Linked DNA regions of Cricetulus griseus: region 1 is linked to region 2. A link is a contact called in public Micro-C data. All regions are on one chromosome and are shown on one strand. The core of a region is the stretch at or near the end of the contact, and the rest is flanking DNA. Distances in the headings are between cores, read along the strand shown. Region 1 holds the start of CUNH9orf40. Region 2 overlaps Trpm6 (transient receptor potential cation channel subfamily M member 6).

The links. A called contact is a pair of places that touch in the nucleus more often than the background predicts.
Region 1: a contact with region 2 is called in a Micro-C map of the CHO-K1 cell line, with 1.8 times the contacts expected there. The contact joins the promoter of CUNH9orf40 here to the enhancer-like site in region 2. A contact is called at or near these places in 2 of 8 Hi-C or Micro-C datasets (the CHK-Q cell line and the CHO-K1 cell line).

What each region holds. Positions count from the first base shown.
Region 1 is chr3:42,456,716-42,463,459 of CriGri-PICRH-1.0, forward strand. It overlaps CUNH9orf40, which reads right to left and starts at 4,275. Exons shown (of 2, transcript XM_027406550.2): 1 at 3,781-4,275. The coding sequence starts at 4,125.
Region 2 is chr3:42,357,051-42,363,001 of CriGri-PICRH-1.0, forward strand. Trpm6 (transient receptor potential cation channel subfamily M member 6) reads right to left here. Exons shown (of 39, transcript XM_027406549.2): 18 at 3,968-4,120; 19 at 1-90. Among named protein-coding and RNA genes, the nearest start is that of Trpm6, 86 kb to the right of the region's middle. Within about 2 kb of position 3,666, at least 2 of the 6 cell types and tissues checked have open chromatin away from gene starts, as enhancers often do. A contact at or near this core is called in the CHO-K1 cell line, where this site is marked.

The DNA.
Region 1 (6,744 bases), core at 3,025-5,524, 100 kb after region 2:
AATAGTTTAATTTTAAAAGAATTTCCTTCAATTATCATTATCACCTATATTTTCAAAAATATTATAATGCTTTAAAATTTGTATTTATGTGTATGGCATTTTGTCCAAACATATGTCTGTGTACTGTGGCATGTAGTGCCTAAGAAAGCCAGAAGAAGGCATCAAGTCCCCTGAGACTGGAGTTACAGACTGTTGTCAGCCACCATGTGGGTTTGGGGAATTGTACCGTGGTCCTCTGGAAAAAGAGCCAGGGTTAAGTTTCAATGAGAAATATGAGATTTAAAATACATATACACCTTTATGACCTACTTTGGTTTTTTTCCCTGAAGTTTAGTATTGAGACTAACATAGAGATCAAAATATTTCATGAAGTCCTATAAAGTTTAGGATAGGAAACTGATAAAGAGAAGAACACAGGGGGCTGGAGAGATGACTCAGTGGTTAAGAATATTAGCTGGTCTTCCAGAGGTCCTGAGTTCAATTCCCAACAACCACATACATGATGGCTCACAACCATCTGTAATGAGATCTGGTGCCCTCTTCTGGCCTGCAGGGATACATGCAGACAGAACACTGTATTCATAATAAATAAATAAATCTTTAAAAAAAAAAGAGAGAGAGAACATAAACTTAACAATGGGCATGACTGATAAATAGTTCTACCAAGCAAAAAGAGGGTTGATCCCTTAAACATTAAGCTGTTTACCCTAAATGATTACAAAATTACTTTAAGTAGTAAAGTTAAAATTGGCATGACATCCTCAAAATACTCCATGCAAAGAGAGCAGCACTAGAGTCCCACCCAGGCTTTGAGGTGACAATTCTCAACCTGAATACCCTTTTCAGATCAATGCCTTACTACATCCACTGTATTAAATTTACACTTGCTACAGCAACTCCATCCATGGGGAATGACAATCACACAAACTTACTGCTCCAATAACACAGAAATAAAAACAAATGAAAATAACTTTAGTGAGATATTCAACCCCATGCACCTGTATCGCTGAATATGCCTGTTTGGGTGTGGTCACAGGTTTGGACTTGACCAGTTAAAAGGATTGAACTGGGTATCGGAAAGCCCCTCCTTCAGGTCTTGGAGAGTATCCAGGTGGCAGGGTCTGACTGAATTGGAGTATTTGAGGAATTTCCTGTGTAAATTATTTTCTCCTAAGAAACTCCACTTCATCATACTGGTCAAGCACCCAATAATTAACTTGGATCTTATTTAACCCAATGTAATGAAAATATTGTTTGAATATGTGCTCAACATTTCAAAACAATGGCATAATACACTCTTTTCAAAACTAAGAATGTACCTTACACTTCTAGTACTATTGCTGTGCAGTGGCTACACAACACAGCAATGCTCAGGGGCTATGTGACAGAGTGGAGAGCAGTGTAAGCAGTCATCCTCTTAGGCTTTAAGGCAGATAGAGTTAGCCTTTTGGGAATTTTCTAATATTGGGCTAAAGATACAATAAAGTCAAAAAACATAGGGCTGGTTCGATGGCTCAGCAGATAACCAAATGCATGTGTGTTACACATGAAAAACTTTTAAAGGATGTATCACAAAAAATCCACTTTAATAATAAGCAAATGGGGTCAAAATAGTTACCTTCTAGTTCCCTCCTTATGAGTACAGAGCAAAATATAACCTAGTGACTGAAAACAAACTGCCACCAGGTATACCTTTGACTAACCATGACAAAAATCTCTGATCTTACCTCATTAGAAACATGGATTAGGATCTTTGTAAGAATTAAAATTAGCATAGGAAATACTACGGCTGGGTATAACATATCCTCAAATGAATGTATCAGTAACTCTCTCCCTAATATAACATTCCTGCTGTTACTGGGCAACACGATACAATATTGGCTAAGCAACTGATCTGCATAAAATTATACTATTAAAGATTATCTTACATATGACACATATGCACTCTTGGCTTTGTCTTAATTATACAAATACATTAAACTATCCCCTCTCTATATATACAGAGTGTACATACACTCGTACATATGGATGTGTGTATATGAAACAATACAGGACACATTCTGAAGCTTGACAACACAAAGTAGATACTATGCCTGGAAAGAAGGCATCTGTGGTAGTGTTTTCTAAATGAGACTATGAGGTTAGGGCAAGCATTTAAGTCCTAATCTGAGCAAACAGAAATCAGACCGACACTGATGTCAGTATGCCTTTTGTTATATCTTTTTTTCCTGGATGACAAGCTCTTAAAGCAAAACCTTGTCTTTGGAGGCAAGAGAGAGGGAGAGTTTTTATCTTCTCATTGTTCTGCGGAAGGGAAGGAACTCTAACCCCCATCAGTCATGCACACACAGATAGACTGCACCTACAATGCACACAGTGTATTCTGGTAGCAAAGAAAATCTGCATATGGACAGCTTGCCAATGATGGTCTGGAGAGGAAGATTTCACCCTAGGCAGCATGGGTCTTGATCCAATAGTGGTGGATGATTATGATTCTGTTTTAAGGAAGCTGGTTTAGAACTTCTACTAGCAATCTACCGAGAGTCTAAATAAGGTCCGTGTTAAATTATACAGTTAGATAACCTCTCCCTACGCTTGTAACTCCAGCACTCGGAGGCAGAGACAGGCAGATCTCTGAGTTAGAGGCCAGCATGGTCCAGGGCAGCCAAGGTTACACAGAGAAACCCTGTCTGGAAAAAACAAAACAAAAAAGAAAATCTCTCACAACTCCGGTGTGTTTGTGTGTAGGGGGTTGGGGGGGGTGGGGGGGAGGGGTAGTGCCGAGTTCCCAACTAAAAAAATTCTGTTATCAGATTTCTCACGAAAAACAATGGCAAAACAATCTCAATTATCTATTCATTTTTGGCATGATTGCTAACTTTGTCATAATATGCTTAAGACACTAGAGAAAGGCATTGGGCAGATGCATCCCAAGATGGTTGAGGAGGGTTTTCGGAGTTCAGAGAATTACACTTGCCAACCACCTCAACCCCCACCAATTTATACCAGAACTGCTTTAAAGAAGGCTCGGGAGTCTCTAAGTCAGGCCAAGCCTGTGCGGTACATATAAAATGTGGGTTATATGTTCATTTGAAGTTTTCCAGTCACATTTTACAAAGTAAAATTAACATTTCATTCCAGCAGATACGTGACAAATTACTTCGCGTGTAACACAGCACAGGACCTGAGCCTTTTTTCTTTCTTTTTTTCCTTTCGATTCTTCAGAGGGGGTTTCCCTGTGTAGCCCCTGAATGTCCTGGAACTCGCTCTGTAGACAAGCTTGGCCTCGAACTCAAGAGATCTGACTGCCTCAGCCTCCCGAGTTTGGGATTAAAGGCGTGCGCCACCGCCGCCGGGCAACTCTGAGCTCTTATCTTAACCAAATTTTAAGGGCCTACTCGTTTACACTAACAACACATACATTTGGATACGCTGCATTTTTCTAGTGTTTTTCTGGATCACATGGCTAGCAGACAGCGTAGAGCAAAGTGATTCCCAACGATCCTTTCTCATAGGCCTTGAACCTTATGAGTTAACGGGTCCTCTTAAGACCCGACGGCAGCCCTTCCCTTCTGCCAGACCGGCACCAGGCTCAATTAACTGATGGATGCTGCTGGAAAACCGACTGCAGGTTCTACAACACTTGCCGTTAAACCAAACATTTCCCTCTCGTTTGCATCGAGCTGACCTCCTCCGGGCCACGGGTCCAGCCCCTCGAGTGGGCGGGCCGGACTTGCGCAGCCCGGGACGCGGCTCTGGGCTTGAGCGGGGCGGACCTACCTGGATGGGCGCCCCGTCGGCTCCCCGCGGGCTGTCCGCACTCCCCACCGCGTCGCCGCCGCCCGGAGCTCGGCCGACCCGGGTTTCCTCCTGCTCGCCGGGAGGTGGCTCTCCGGGCTCCAGGCCGAGGCCCTCTCGCTCCTGGCCGCCGTCCCCGCAGCCTCGTCGCTTGCGGGGAGCAGGCGCAGGCTCCGCCATGATCCCCGCGTCCCCCTGGCGTTTGCGGGACCGAGCCGCCCCAGACGGCGGGACCCAGAGCGGCGGCTCCTCGGGGAAGTCGCTGAGCAAGAGCCGCTTCCAAGGCACGCGGAACGTGAGCGGCTCAGCCGCACGCCGCTTGGCCATGGGCCGGGGATGGGCGGCACGCGGGTGCCAGCGGGCGGGCGGAGAGCAGCGCGGAGCTGCGGGCTAGGGCGCCCCGAGGGCGGCAGGGACGTTGGGGAGTCCCAGCGAGGCGCCCGAGATTCGAACCTGCGCCGCGATGCGCGCGCAGTCGCGCCGGTCCGACGCGGCCGCTGGTTGGTGGAGGCTCCTGGCTTGCGTTCCCGAGTGCCCTTGCGGCCGGAAGTGTGCACCTCGAGGAGGCGGGGCGTGGAGGGGATGTGGCTGGTAGGATGCGGGGAACCACCACCTCTGCTTCCAGAAGCTGTCGGCCCCCTGTGCACCTGCCCTGTTGTTCGCTTTCCCCCGTGCGCTTTCCTGTCTGCAAACGGTCCCGGAGGCGAGGACACGGGCGTGGTGGCCGGGAGACCCGGCGCTCTCGGAAGTCCTGGCGGGAAGCGCGCTGGCTGCGGCCCTTTCACTTTTCATTGTGAATGTAGTGCGGCCGAGAGGTGACTGCTTAGCCCAAAGCCCTGCTCACCCTGCAGTAGTCCTGCCCGCCGGATTCCAAGACCTTCTTTCCAGCTGCTGGTATCTGGCGTAGAGAAATGCAAGCCCTGATGGATTTGCTTCAACCTGTACTTTAGTCGTTGGATAAAAGCAGTTACTAGGGGCTGGGGCCATAACTGAGTGATAGAGTGCTTGCCTACTATGACCCAAGGCCGGAGGTTTAGTCCCTAATGTTATAAAGAAGAGGAAAAGGAAAAGAAGCAGTAACCAAACAAAACTAAAGAAAAAAAAAAAAATAAGGCCATCAGTACTCCAAAGAAGCAATCTTGTAGAGCAAAAACAAAAAGCTTGCAAGGAAGTTAATTCCGTTTTAGCTATAGGTAGTGAGAATATTAACTACTTTAAAAGAAGAAAATGTGTTTGGGTATATTTGTGTGTGTGTAACAAATGTATGCTTGACCACTTGTATTTAGAGGTATACTCTAGAAGGTTGTGGGAGGACAGCAAGTTTTAACAAGCACAGACAGTAGTTTATCGGGAAGTTTACTATAGCTCTTCTGTTTGATCTCTCCAGTTCCTGTTTGGAGTTGATAATTCTTCCACCTGGAACATAGGAAAAGCTTGCCTTTTTCAAACTAGTGACACAGACCAGACAAGAAAGGACTTAGTCCTTCAGATGATTTGTTCTGCGTAGACCCTACTGTAAAACCATAGAATACAGCGTGGGCAGTGGCTCGTGCCTGGCCCCCTAATTGTGAGACTTAGCATATGTACACAAGCACGAACATGCCTGAAATAGGCATAAAAACATTCGAGTTGACTAACCCAGTTTCAGAAACAGCACAGTGCCAGAAGGGCTAAAGAGCATCTTGTATGCCTCCCTACTGGCACCACCTTCTCTTCTCTGTGCCCAAGTAGTCTTGTTTCAGACGTTGAGTTATTTATTACTTCTTTGTAATTTCCCAACTAGCCACTCGCCCAAATATATATATATTTGTAAAAATGTTTTTGGTTTCGCTGATATTTTAAGATTTACTTAGATCTAACTGACAGACAATAAACTGCTTATATTTCAGACATGACGTTTTGCCATCACATACGCATGACACACGTGATAGTACAAATATCCACCACCGTAAAAATCCTTTATATAGTGCCTTTCTGTAATCTCTCCCTCATGACCCCCTTCATGTCCCCTAAGTGTCAGATTTGCTTTCTATCATCTATACTACCATGCATTTTCTCCATTTTATATAAATGGATTAATACAATATATACTTTTATTTGCCTTTTTTTCCCTTGGCATAAGTATTTTGAGATCCTTCCATGTTATGTGTTTTTTATTTTTTATTGGCAAGTAGTATTCCACTGCATGAGAATGTTTATTCATTTGTTAATGGGCTAATTATTTTTCAATGAAAGTTATTATGTGTAAAGCTGTTAAGAACATTGGTCAAAAAGACTTTGTATAGACAAAGGCTAATTTTACAAAGTATTTTCCTCAGTTTAAAGTTTGTTAAATTTTTTTTTGGCATCGGAAGGCTATTATTATTTTCTTTTCTTTACATCCTCACCAGCAAACATTATGGTCTGACCTGGTCGATGTGAAATTGATCTCCTGTGGCCTCAATTTGCATCGTAGTGAAGTTGAACATCCACTACCTCTGCCTCAAAACCTACCTTGAACTCTAGTACCTACTTGGCCCAGTTTGGATGGCTAGACATTGGTTAAAGGTGTATTGCATCTTTAGCCCCTTTTAAAAACTAGACTGGGTGTCCTTTGTTTCTGGTTTGCAAGAACCCTTTTATTTAGTACTCTAGAAAATGTCTCCAATGGTAATAATTGGTGTTAGAAATACCAACTTCTGCCAATTTGTGTCTTATATTTTCATTGTATGGAGTATTACTTCTAACTTATTTTTGAAACAAGGTTTCAATAAGTATCCCTGGTTGGTCTTGAGCTCTCTAAATAGAGCAGACTGGACTCAAACTCAGAAATCCACCTGGCTCTGCCCCCTGTGAACTGGGATTAAAGGTGTGTATTACCAGGTCCAACCTTTATTTTTATGTTGCATTCATTACATTTATTGTGTTAGTACATGTCACAACACACACCTGGTGGTCAGAGAACAA
Region 2 (5,951 bases), core at 2,416-4,915:
CCAGGGGAGGCTCTGGGGCCCATGTCTTAAGTCAAAGTGCAGATTTTCATCCAGTTTCTCATCAGGGCCTCTTTCCAAATCATAGTTTTTCTGAAAAATACCAACAATGTTGTAAACTAAAGGATGTAACTAAATGGTAGAACTCATGTATTATTTGTGTAAGATCCTGGGTTCAATTTCCAGATCCTCTGTCACTACTAAGAATAATAAACAACAATACATATATATATATATATATATATATATATATATATATATATATCTCCCACCCTCCTGCTTTTTGAGATATGGCCTTACTATATTTCCCTAGCTGGGCTGGAACCTACAGAGATCTGCCTGCCTCTGTGTCTCTTGTACTGGTATTAAAGAAATGAACCCCTGAAGGGGGAAGTCCTTCTGTGTATATTTTGTCTTACTGGTTGATAAATAAAACACTGTTGGCCAATAGGAAAGCAAGATAGGGGAGGCTAGTAGTCGAGGAGGATTCTGGGAAATGTAGGAAGGACAGCAATTGCCATGTGATCCCAGGAAGATAGGATGCTAAGGCCAGCATCCTCAATAAGTCTTTATAAAATACATATATAAATGGTTATGGTTGATAATTAAGACTGAGCTAGCAAATGAGAAATACCATCACTGGCCATCAACATTGTACATAATATAAGACTCTGTGTTATTTAGGGGGCAGCAGAACTCAGGTGGTTGGTGGGAAGAGTTATCTTTACACACCCCCACTGCCTGCCATCATTATTTCTAGCTAAGACAGCTAATCTTAGTTACCAACTTGACATATCTGAGAAAAGGAACTCTCCAGTAAAGAATTGCCTCATCAGATTGGCCTGTGGGAATGCCTGTGGGGTACTTTCTTGATTGCTGATCTGTGTAGGAAGGCCCAGCCCACGGTAGGCAGTACCACCCCTGGGCAGGTAGACCTGGGTTGTATAAGAAATGTAGCTGATCTTGCCATACATCATTAATTTTCAGTTATGTTTGCTTTCTCTCTCTTGCCCATACCTCCTGCTCAACTGGCTTTTCATTTAAAAATCCCTCTTTTTCTTTTTGCATCTTTTGCTACTAATCTTGCCTGGCACCTTTATCCCTTCCAGTCTTGGTGGCCATGCTGGTCTATGTTCTCTTCAATTCTAGACTGTCTTCTTATGAAACTATCCTGTGCAATTAAGGCAATGACTTTCCCACAGCAGCTTGTCTCACTGTTTCCCTGGTGAGTAAACCAAAATGATGTTCTCTTACAAGACATACAAGAGTCTCACAACCGGCTTTTCATGTTTCCAGCCATGCTGGCAAACACCATCTGCTTGTCCAGTACCCGCCATAACCACACGTCCAGGCAAACTGCCCCACTTACCATGCTTATCACCCTCTGCCTCATTACTTCCTGTCTCTGTGACCTAGTTACAGTTTCATGAAGTTGTCATCAATCCCTAATCCTCACCCACTGGCCTACTGCAAACAGCCATTCCTCTTTCTCCAAGAATTTTCCATTCCATTGTCATCATATAGCATTTTCCTGGGCTAGTTTAGAGGTCACACTTTAAGAGATTAGCAGTTGAGTAACTTAAATTTCTCTTAACAAAATTACTGTGCCTGTGGAAATTTACAAAAAGAATTTTCACTTAGCATGAAAGTGTAGCCATGCAGTCCTAGCTACTTAGGAAGCTGAGATGGGGGAATTACTTGTGTCCAGAAATTCAAGGCCATTCTAGGAAATACAGCAAGACAGTGCAACACTCATGTGAGGAAGAGAAAGACGGAGACAGAGAGATGGAGAAGTTGGTTCAATACAGCTTCAGCTCCCCACAGGAACAAGAAGACTCTTCCCTTCTATAAACTTACTACCACAAAGACACATTAAACCACATCTGTTTAGATTGCTGCCTCCAGCTTTCTCCCACAGTGTAAACCATGTATTCCTCTGCTAATCAATTACATTTACCTAAGTAGTATTATGAACTCATATAGATTATCAAATCTGCCAGAAAAAAAAATAAATAATGATTGCAGGGAAGTGGGAATGGCTAGTGTACTCAATAATTTTTTATTAAAATGAATACAAAGAGTAGGAACAAAATCGATTTTTATTATCACAAGCCATTCATAACAGAATACACTTGAACAACTCTTTCACTAAGTGTTTCAAATTGAAGAATGCTAAGGTTTCATGGATATTTTTCTGATAATAAGCCCATCATGACAGAGGCCACATCTGCCTTAGTGTAACTATTGAGTCAATTCAACAATTGATACGGCCACATCTAAACCACCTAGGCAGACAACTGCTACAGCAGGACACAAGTCAGGGGGTTTCAAGAACTTTCTGTATTTTTTTAATATTAAAGGCACATTTCCTTCCATTCTGTGAAGGAACTGTGTCCCCTTTGAGAATAGTTCCAAGAGTAATGCACCAGTTCCCACAAAACCTTCAAGTGTTCGTGAGTCCACCATTCTACAGAGTGAGTGAGAGCTAAAAGTAGAATTGTGTCATACCACTGGCAAACTATCACCTATGTCCTGTGAGATTTGTGAGTACCTTCTAAGGTGATGTACAGCTTTCTTCTTTGTTCTGCTTCAACTACCAAACTAAACTTGGCATGCAGAATCAAGCAGGCATACATCCAAGCAGAGTACCCCTGCACCAGGCCTGTGTGATGTCACTAGGGGTGGGGACATCCCCGCACTTCTTCCCTTTGCTGTGTTTGGACCTGAGACCAGTGACTAGCCCAGAGATTCCTCATGCATTCTACAGACAGTAGACGGTATTTGGCTTCCTGGTTTCCAGGGATTAAAGATGGAACTAGGAAGAAGGAAGGAAGGAGAAAGGGGAGAGAGAAAGGGGGATATACACACACATAAGCAGAAGCAATAACTAAAATCCTTACTGACAGGGATGAGGCAGATCTCTGGGGCTTCCGAATGCAGATGTTCAACCAGTCACCAACAACTGTTAGCCACAAAAGTAATCTTCATTTAGTATTTGGAGAACAAAGACTGTTTAAATAAATGTGCCAAGTGCCAGAGAAGATATTTACCACACCTTGGGGCAAAGGCAGCTTTTGGAGCAGTGGTCATCAGAGTGGGAACAGAGAGCAAAGAGAGCATTCACAGCATCCTGGACACCTGGCTGTGGCAGTCAAATGCTGGGGAAGTGGCTCCCAGCCCAGGGGAGAACACACATCCAGAACCCACCCACAACCACTGGTGGTGAAGGATGAGATATGTGAGAGGGTCAACAAAACTCTTTTGTTACGTTTGCTTGAGAGGTACATGTGTATCACAGCATATGTGTGGAGGTCAGAGGACAACCTGTTGCAGTCAGTTCTCTCCTTCCTCCGGGTGAGGTCAGGTATTGAACTCAGGTTGCCAGGCTTGGCAGCAAGTACCTTCACCCACTGTGCCATCTCTCTCAGGCCCGTCAACACAAATTCTAAAGGCATCTTTACAGATGAGAACCGTAGGGGTGTGTGGCAGCGTTAATGGAGACTTGAAGTAGTAAGCTGACCTGTTCCGCTGCTCTCAGAGCAATGCTGACACAGTTGTTGGACATGATGACTTTGTCTTTGAAGCAGAAATGGGATACTTTGTTTACATGCTCTACCTAACTGGTATATAATGAGATGGAGATTACACAGAGAGAACTAAATGCTTGATTGATGAATCAGCCCTGGGCTTTTAGAGTAATGCGTAGCCCCAGGGTATTTTGTAACTTCACTGGACTGAAACATTGGCCAGAAATTCAAAGCCATTCTGGGAAACATAGCAAGACAACAACAACAACAACAACACACACACACAGGTGTGTACAGGGGGTAGGGTTAATAAATACCCTGTTAATAGTAAAAAGGCAAACACTTTGTTTAACAGATGCCTATTTACAGATAAGCTCCATGCTTGTGCGTCTCCACACACTGTTATGCCATGGAAACTCAATTGACTACAGAGGTGTACTAACCTCATAAGCACTTTCCTTGGTGTTGTTGAGTCCCTGGTCACTGTAATTCCACGTAAACTGGAAATCCTGGGATTGTGGGACATGGGACATCTCAGCTTTGCTCTTAAATTCCAATGTCAAAATCATGGGAGGTAATAGGATACTGATGATTATCTGCAAAGGAAACAAGGCAAAAAAAGGGTGAGCAGAAGACAAAGGACGCATGCACTATCTCAACAACAGATGGAGGAAAGAGCATTGTAGATAGTCGGATCCAGTCCTGGCTCAATTTCCGTCCCAAGTCTACATATATTTTAACTCAACTATTTCAGTTCTACAAAGGTGTCCCTTAGCTCTGTGCAAAGGTGAGGTGTTAGTGCACAACTGTTTGCAAAGGCAAAAAAGAAAATAATACTAAAAATCTAAGGGTCCACCTGTACAGCAATAGACAATATGGAACAACCTAACAGTAGAATACAATGTTCACATTAAAAAAAGGAAAATGGAAGGGCTGCAAAGATGTCTCAGTGAACCAAAGCCCTTGCTGCTCTTGCACAGGACCTGAGTTCAGTTCCCAGCACCTACATGTCAGCTCATTAGAGTCTATAGCTGAGTCCTCTGGAAAGGCAGGCAGCCAATGCTCTTAACTACTGTACAATCTCTCTAGCCCTGACTTGAAAGTTTAAAAAATACATATGTCACACTTGTTTCCCCTGGAAAAACCTGTACTTGAGTAGGAAGTTAGAAGTATTATTTTTGTGATGATTGCATTATTTTGGTTGGGCGTTGGTGGCGCATGCCTTTAATCCCAGCACGAGGGAGGCAGAGGCAGGTGGATCTCTGTGAGTTTGAGATCAGCCTGGTCTACAAGAGCTAGTTCCAGGACAGCCTCCAAAGCCACAGAGAAACCCTGTCTTGAAATACCCAAAATACTAATACTAATAATAATAATAATAATAATAATAATAATAATAATAATTTAAAGTCATTCAATAGAAATTGCCATATAAACAAATTTTACATCATAAATTTTAGAAAATAAAAGATCCATCTCCCGCACATCGACCCCAGATGCTGTCGGGGAGGCCAGTACAAGACTGATCCAAACCCCTGAATATGGATGTCAATAAGGAGGCCTCTGCACTCCAGGGAGCCTCTGGAAGTGGATTAGCATTTTTCCCTGGTGTAAGAAGGGACTTTGAGAGCCCATCCCACGTGAAGGGATGCACTCTGGCCCTGGACACATGGGGAAGGGCCCAGGCCCAGCATAGGAAGACTTGGTGGACTTTGCGGAGCCCCCGTTGAGGGCCCTACCCTGCCTGGGGAGTGGTGGGTGGATGGGGTGAGGGGTAGGTTGGGGGTGGAGGAGGAAGGATGTGGGTAAAAAGAGGGAGAGGGAGAAGGGACTTACATGTGAAACAAGCTTGTTCCCTAACTTGAACTAATAAAAAAATATTAAAAAAAAAAAAATCCATCTCCCACCTTGTACAAACCATCATCTGCCCCAGAAGATCTCAGTAGACCATCACACTTTACACATAAACAGTCTTTTGAGGGAAATTTTATGTTCAATTTTTATAGGCTTTCAAGATAAACAGTTTAAAATATTTACTACATTTGTTAAAGCCAACTTGGTGGATGGATGCTCTGTCTTTCTTCCAACTAAAGTTATGTCTCAGCATCCTGGAGTTCACTGACCAAAAGTTAGATTAACCTGTCAGCCGCCCTTCCTGATTTAGTGCATGGAGTCAAAGGCTTGCCAACCTTGCCTTCTTTCCCATGATGAAATGACATACTAAATTTTGTTTTAAGCTGTGATCTGTGAAGACTCTCTAGGCTTTAGTTCTAACACGATTGTCATTTCTGTCCCAAATATGTGTGAAGTGTAAAAACTCCATAGTCAGTCACAGTGACAGCATCATGTTAGTTCTACTTCCGGGAAGGCCTCCAATCCCACTGCCCTGGAGAAGCAGTATTCCACCACAGCACGACTGCAATGTTGGTG